2 separate regions of the Capsicum annuum genome follow, and region 1 is linked to region 2. The links are chromatin contacts, called in public Hi-C maps. All regions are on one chromosome and are shown on one strand. Each heading gives the region's core, a stretch centred on a gene start, on an enhancer-like site or on the middle of the called end of the contact. The rest is flanking DNA. Distances are from core to core; before and after follow the strand shown.

What was found. Hi-C and Micro-C count contacts between places; a contact is called where the count stands out from the background.
Region 1: a contact with region 2 is called in a Hi-C map of leaf, with 6 times the contacts expected there. The contact joins the promoter of LOC107845778 here to the enhancer-like site in region 2. A contact is called at or near these places in 3 of 5 Hi-C or Micro-C datasets (bud and leaf).

Annotation. Positions count from the first base shown.
Region 1 is chr10:38,471,737-38,474,975 of UCD10Xv1.1, reverse strand. LOC107845778 (ADP-glucose phosphorylase) reads right to left here and starts at 1,981. Exons shown (of 3, transcript XM_016690260.2): 1 at 1,402-1,981. The coding sequence starts at 1,869.
Region 2 is chr10:37,945,973-37,949,248 of UCD10Xv1.1, reverse strand. LOC107845782 (pre-mRNA-splicing factor syf2) reads right to left here. Exons shown (of 8, transcript XR_007046172.1): 5 at 2,556-2,692; 6 at 2,233-2,461; 7 at 1,591-1,715; 8 at 1,184-1,503. Among protein-coding and RNA genes, the nearest start is that of LOC107845782, 9.8 kb to the right of the region's middle. Within about 2 kb of position 1,473, at least 4 of the 5 cell types and tissues checked have an H3K27ac peak or open chromatin away from gene starts, as enhancers often do. A contact at or near this core is called in bud and leaf, where this site is marked.

The DNA.
Region 1 (3,239 bases), core at 732-3,231, 530 kb before region 2:
AGAATAAATGTCCATGCTGCAGATTCTTTTTGCACATATATAATGATATAAAAGGCATTAGATCAGATAAGGAACCGCTACTATCTCCATTGTGCTCATTCATCTCAAGTTTCATGTTAATTAACCAGTTCTCTTACTACCTTAGGAGTACACATTTTAGAGTAAGAGCATTTGGCGAACAGGAATCAAGTGCGTAATGAAAATGAGAAGCTGACAAAGAGAAAATAACCAGTTTTCAGAAATGGATTGCAGTTTGGATCTTCAACTTGATACCACAACATTTACAAGTTTCAAGTGTCCTTTCATTAAATTGTTCAAAATTGACAGTCAATTGTGAGATTTTAGCTATTTACCCTATCAAACACACTTCATTCAAATACCACCTTGCTTTTCTCCTGTCACTTGAAAAACAAACTCAAAATAATCTACCATGCCAATCAACCAGTTCACACAAAATGGATGGAGAGTGACGTATCACAAGCCCCTGTGCAGATTAGCATAATCTACCTCTAAAGTACTTCACCTATGTACTTATTATAAAACTGTTAGCCGGAATGATATTCCTCAAGGGATTAACAGTATGAAATTTTTAGAACTTATGTTGGAAGTATACAGTAACTAACAATGAATTCTTGAGGTTCTTATTTACTTGAAAGTTTAATCTAGGAATAAAGGAGTCACTTTCATTAGTGACTCATTTATCGCTAGATTAACCTTTCAAGTAAATAAGAACCTCAAAAATTCTTACAATTCTGACACGTTCAAGAATAACCGGTTTTCTATTACCTGCACTATTCATATCAATAATTTATCTATGAAAATGAAATGTTCCATATATAGAAAGAAATGATAAATGACAAAACATGTTGCCAGAGTACGACATAAAAGAATTACCCACAATGTCTCAAAAATGGAGGTGAAATACCACAAACGTTTACTCCCTATTTCATTTGTATCCCCCCATACCCCCCCAAAAAAAAGAAAGCTTCCAAATCAATGGAAATAAACACATTAATCACCAAGTATCTTTAAACATGGAAATGAACCCATTAATCACCTAAAAGACTAGAAATAAGTATATATTCAAACCTTTCCATTCACTACACCCAAAGAATTCACATTGCAGTAGACTTTCAAATTAGTGTCAAACACGTTTCCAAGCAAATATTAACCGACCGACTTCGAATTTGAACATGCAATTTTTGACAAATGGTTTCGTAATATACATTTTGTTGAACACTTTTAGCTTCTAAAATTTATGGTATGTGCTATTTTTAATTAGTTTTTCAATGCACTTAATTTAAAATCATACCGAAACAAGGAATACATATACCAAATCAACTAAAGACAAATTGATATTCAAGACCACTCATGCCTTTTGAAAGGGGATGAGAATAAAACCTGAACATACTTGATAGACTCACAATTCCGAAGCTGCTCGATCCTCTTCTTAGCAGCAAGCAAGACCTCCCCAACTTCAACCGGCGGCAGATCGCTCAAATTTACTGAATGAATCGGCGATTCAATAACGACATCGTGAAACCCAAATCCACTGACTGCTACATCACCTATGACAGAAACTGAATTTTGGAAATCCAATTCTCTGCTGACTGCCGGATACAGATTTTGGATAACTCTGATTTTCCAATCGTTGGTGGAATCTGCTGGGATACGGAATATCTCCGGCGCACACTCGTGCTCGTGGCCGGCGCAAAATGGGCATTCGGTTTGATTGTTAGGTTGTGGGTTCGATTTCGCTTTGAAGTCCGATGGTCGGCGTGATCTCGCCGGCGAAAACAGGACCCACCTGTTGTTGACTCTGTCTTTCCGGATTTCGGGGCTCCGATTTGGGGTTTCTGACTCCGCCATTAACCACTGCTTCCGGAGTTCGATCCAATTTGGGGTGAGATTTGTTCCAGAAGGAAAAGCTGAGAAAAATGAGTCAATAAAGAAAAGGGGTAGGTGGGTCCCATAAATTTATTAAAAAAATATTAAGCACAATTGGTATACTTATTGGACAATTACATTAGTTATCTGAATAGCTTCGCGCAATTGTTGAACAATTTACGGCAGTTGTCGAACAACTTGTATAGTTGTTGAACAACTCCGAAAAATTGTTGAACAACTACCAAAATTATTCTACAACTGAAACAAGTTATTGAGACGAAAAAGCTTTAACAAAAAAATTAAAAAAAGATTGTTCCTCTCATTTAATTTTAAAAACTTGAAGAACTTTTATTTAATTGGATAACTTCTTTGTCCTTTTTAATTCAAAGTCCCGAAAAAACTTGTTTTCTAGCTCACACAGTGATAGCGATTTGGGTCATCCGGCCTGCAATTATGTGAAATAGGGTAAATATGCTTTTTATTTATTGAGGCTGAATTATTTTTTTTGTCTATCTATTGAGGTTATTTGACTCTTTTATTTAACTAGTCAATTTAACTTCACTCTATTAGTGATGTTTTTTTTATTAATTAATTAATAATTAATTTTATCTTTAAACTTCTGATCCGCCCCAACCTATTAATCCAATTCACTATCCACCCAAACATAATAATTCGATCAACTATCTGCTTTAAATCTAAAAAATTTCTAAGTTAATATCAATCATGCTTTTTTTCTTTATTTTTCTTTATTTTTCTCGCTTCTTCTCTACTAATCGAAAGCATAGACTGCTGAAGTAACATTCTTGAATATCTCAAACAACAAGATCTTAGACTTCAAGAGTAATTTTATTCCTTTTCAAGTAAGATTTTTTTTAGTATTTTCAGTTAGATTTTCTTTTTATATTTCAATATTGTCGCGATTCAATGTATATTGATATTTCTATGTTGTTACATGTGTCATATGCATGTTGTAGTGACTTTTTAAAGTAGCAAGACTTTTATGCTTTCATTTACTTGTCTCGAATTAGGATTTTTCTAATATTCTCTCAAATGAAAGACTTATTTTTTCAACATTTATTTCGTGTATTTTTCTTTATCTTTCATAATTTTACGATGGATTGTTAGGTATGTCATAGTTTAATGTATTTATGGTGATTAAGTATGTGATATTTTTATCAAGAAAAGTAATCCTTTTTAATTTATTTTTGATGTTGCATTTTTGATGTGGTCCTTATCTCTTTATTCTTTATTATTGTCTTGACATAAGATATTTGAAGATTCCTTATTTTTTATTTTTTTTTTATTGATTTATGATAAGTCATTGTCTTTTTGTTTTATATTTGTCCTGTGAA
Region 2 (3,276 bases), core at 224-2,723:
TAAACTGATAACCCAATTAGATTATACTAAATTATTATTTTACACTGCAATTAAGATCCAGTTTATTTTCATGTTAGTTACTACTCTTTCTATTTTATGAGTATTTTCTTATCGGTTGAATCGAAGATCGAATCGTTAAGGATTAAAAATCGATAAATCGAAAATCGATAAGAAAATATCTTATTGGTTTGGTTATTGATTTAGCGCATTTAAAAATTGAAAATCGATAAATTGAACCGATAATATAAAAATCAAACCAAACCGATCCATGCACACCCCTAATTTAAGTAGGTAAAATAGAAGTAGTTGAACAATTTTTTTTTTATATATTTTAAAAGTGATGGAGGAAGAGGGATAATAAATAGGAAGAGGAGAAGAGAGAGGAGGCTTTGAAGTTTTTGAAAAATTAAAAAGAAAAAGGTGGGGGGGGGGGGGGTTCTTTTTTTTTCGTTGAAAGGTGTTGATTTGGCAAAAAATTAACTCCATCACGTGCGTGATGGAGTTTGAAATCACTCATTTTGCCATGTAGGTTAAAAGGGCCACCCGATGTACTAAAACAACAAGTTCGGGGGTACTTAAGACGATTCAAAGTTCAGGTGTATTATGAATAAAACGTAACAACTTCAAGGAGTAATTGATACTTCTCTCTTAAAAAAATTAATGCTTGTATTAGCTTTGTATATTACTACTATCCTGTTTGGTGTACTTTTTTATCCTGTGTATTACTAATATTTGTATTAGTTATACACTCTATTTGATATTATGAAATATATTACTAATGCATAGATATTTATGGTATTAATAATTCAATGAATTCTAATGCATGCATTAGTATGATTCAATCACAATTATCCCTCAAAATATTTTCCACCATACTTATGAAAGATATTTTTTTCCAGAAATTATGCGATTTACGTTATTTTTAGTATACCAAACTAAACACTGCATAAAATAAAAACATAACTTATGCAAGCGTAACTAACACAATTACTACTTCAAATATTATTAATACACAATATTTCACACTAATCCTATACACCCTACCAAACAACCCTAAGTTGGTTTAGTGGGAAGTTTTCTCCTTTTCCTCTCTCTTTTTGGGCCAACAGATTCAATTACAATAATTTAAGACGAGAGCCGAACTGAGAATTAAGGAAAACAACCGCTCATTCGAATTTGGATATAGGAAAAAAAATGGTACCGTGTGTCATTCATGATTCTCTAGTTATTTTCATATTCAACCAACACAACGTTATGCAAGAAAGTGGAAATAAGAACTGTTTTATGCCAATGGTGTGGTACAATGACCAAGTGCTCATGGTTCACTCAATTGGAAGCCGTCGAAAGTAATGCTTTGTGGATGATTAAAAAATCATTAGTCTAAAACTGCCCATTACTCCCGTCTCTGCCTACAAGTAGAGACATCTTAGCTATGGATGAACCTTACTAGTATCAAGAAAGGTTTTTGCAAAATGCCTTTGAAAATCGGGTAACACCAGCACCCTACAAGGCAATAGCTTCAGTAAGAGCAAAACCCAAAATTGCATAACTAAAACCCACAAATGATTTATATCAACATAAATGAGGTACCCTCGGGTATTCCTTTCTACTAAATGACTCAGCCATTTACGAGCGAACTTTGTGCAGATCCGGCCAAACCATTGAAAAAATCGTTCGGTTGCTCAACCCTCCGCAAGAAATTTAAGCACCTGATGCTGCAACATAGTCGACATGACCAGTGCAACGCATAAACAAGAATAAGTACCTCTACCTTCTGAATTGGATGCATAAATTGCTAAGAAATAGAAATTCTTCATTGCCAGTATCTGTCTACACAAAGATAGAATACTTCCTATAGAATACTTCCAGCTTATTTTTCAAACAATCAGTAATAATCCTATGTCACTAAGAAAGCTCATACCTTTAATAGATCATTTCTCTATTCAGAAAGAAAGCTCATACATTTAATAGATCATTTCCCTATTCAAAACTTTTCATTTAGGAAGGGAAAAAAGACATTTTTCTGGTCTATATTAAAAAGTTTCTTGCAAATAATGGGATTTACAATATGAACCATTATCAACAACCATCAAGGATTTGCATCAGGTTGAGAGATAGTAATTGACGCTAGCTGAAATCATGATACAGGAAAGCAACAGCATCAAGGAACATCCCCATCACAAGACTGCTCTAAGATACAGAAAAGTACACATCGACATCATATGCTAATACCTTAATCAGGCAAAGCAGTTCCTCTCTCAAGGTTATTCTTGATCTCCAAGGTGTATTTTCCAAAGGCACGCTCAATCTTTTTATTGAAGTGCTCGTTACGATCATTGATAGAGTCAATGTCTTTCTCTTCATGGAATTTTCTCCTCCGACTAAATGATTGGCGCTTCTCATCCCTGTCCTTGAGCTCCTTCACCATCCTCTCTATCTTGTCGTCTGACAATTTTGGTGCCTGTACAATTGAAAGATGTTAGTGTAGCTAACCCATTCTCTGAAGTCTGAAATAGATAAAAACAAACAAAGCTAGGGATCATGGCTGAAGCTACCTTCCCATACTGGAGACTGGAAGCTTCTCGATAAAATTCTGGATCAGCTTCCTTCATTTTATTGTACTCATCTACATCAATAGCAACATTCTTGGTCCGCTTCTTGTAAGCATTGTATAGTGTTTTCTGATTAAAAACTGAAAAAATAACATACAACAGAGAGAGCAAAGGAGATTAGATTAGCTTCACCATATATAACTGCATCACAATCTAAAATTTTCCAAATGCCAGAAAATAAAACAAAGTTACAATGAGGTCAATGACATTTCCAATACAAGGAATTGAACTTCAAGAAAATGGAACATTTTTGCCATGTCTCACTGCAAGCTCGAAGATATATCACTATTTACTACTACTCAAGCTATGTAGCTCTACCGCAGAACAAGGCAGAAAATTAAAGAGAATTCTAGCATTCCATTCTAAGCTAGAAGTTTGAGATAATCTTACGTGACAATGCCAATTGTACAATCAAAACCCAGAAGACAGTCCATCTTCTACCTTAAATTCAAGCTAGATAATTCAAGACTGGCAAATACAAGAGAAATTTTGCCAGAACAGACAGCCATATTCCCCAAATAGCTCTATAAAGATCTCCACAAGGAAAAATTGAAAATGATAGAATATTGAATTTAATTCAATTGAAGGAATCCAACCAATTCCCAGTTCTTTCCCAGCTGCAAGTCTGCAACACCACATCCACAACCGTAAAAATGTAAACCTT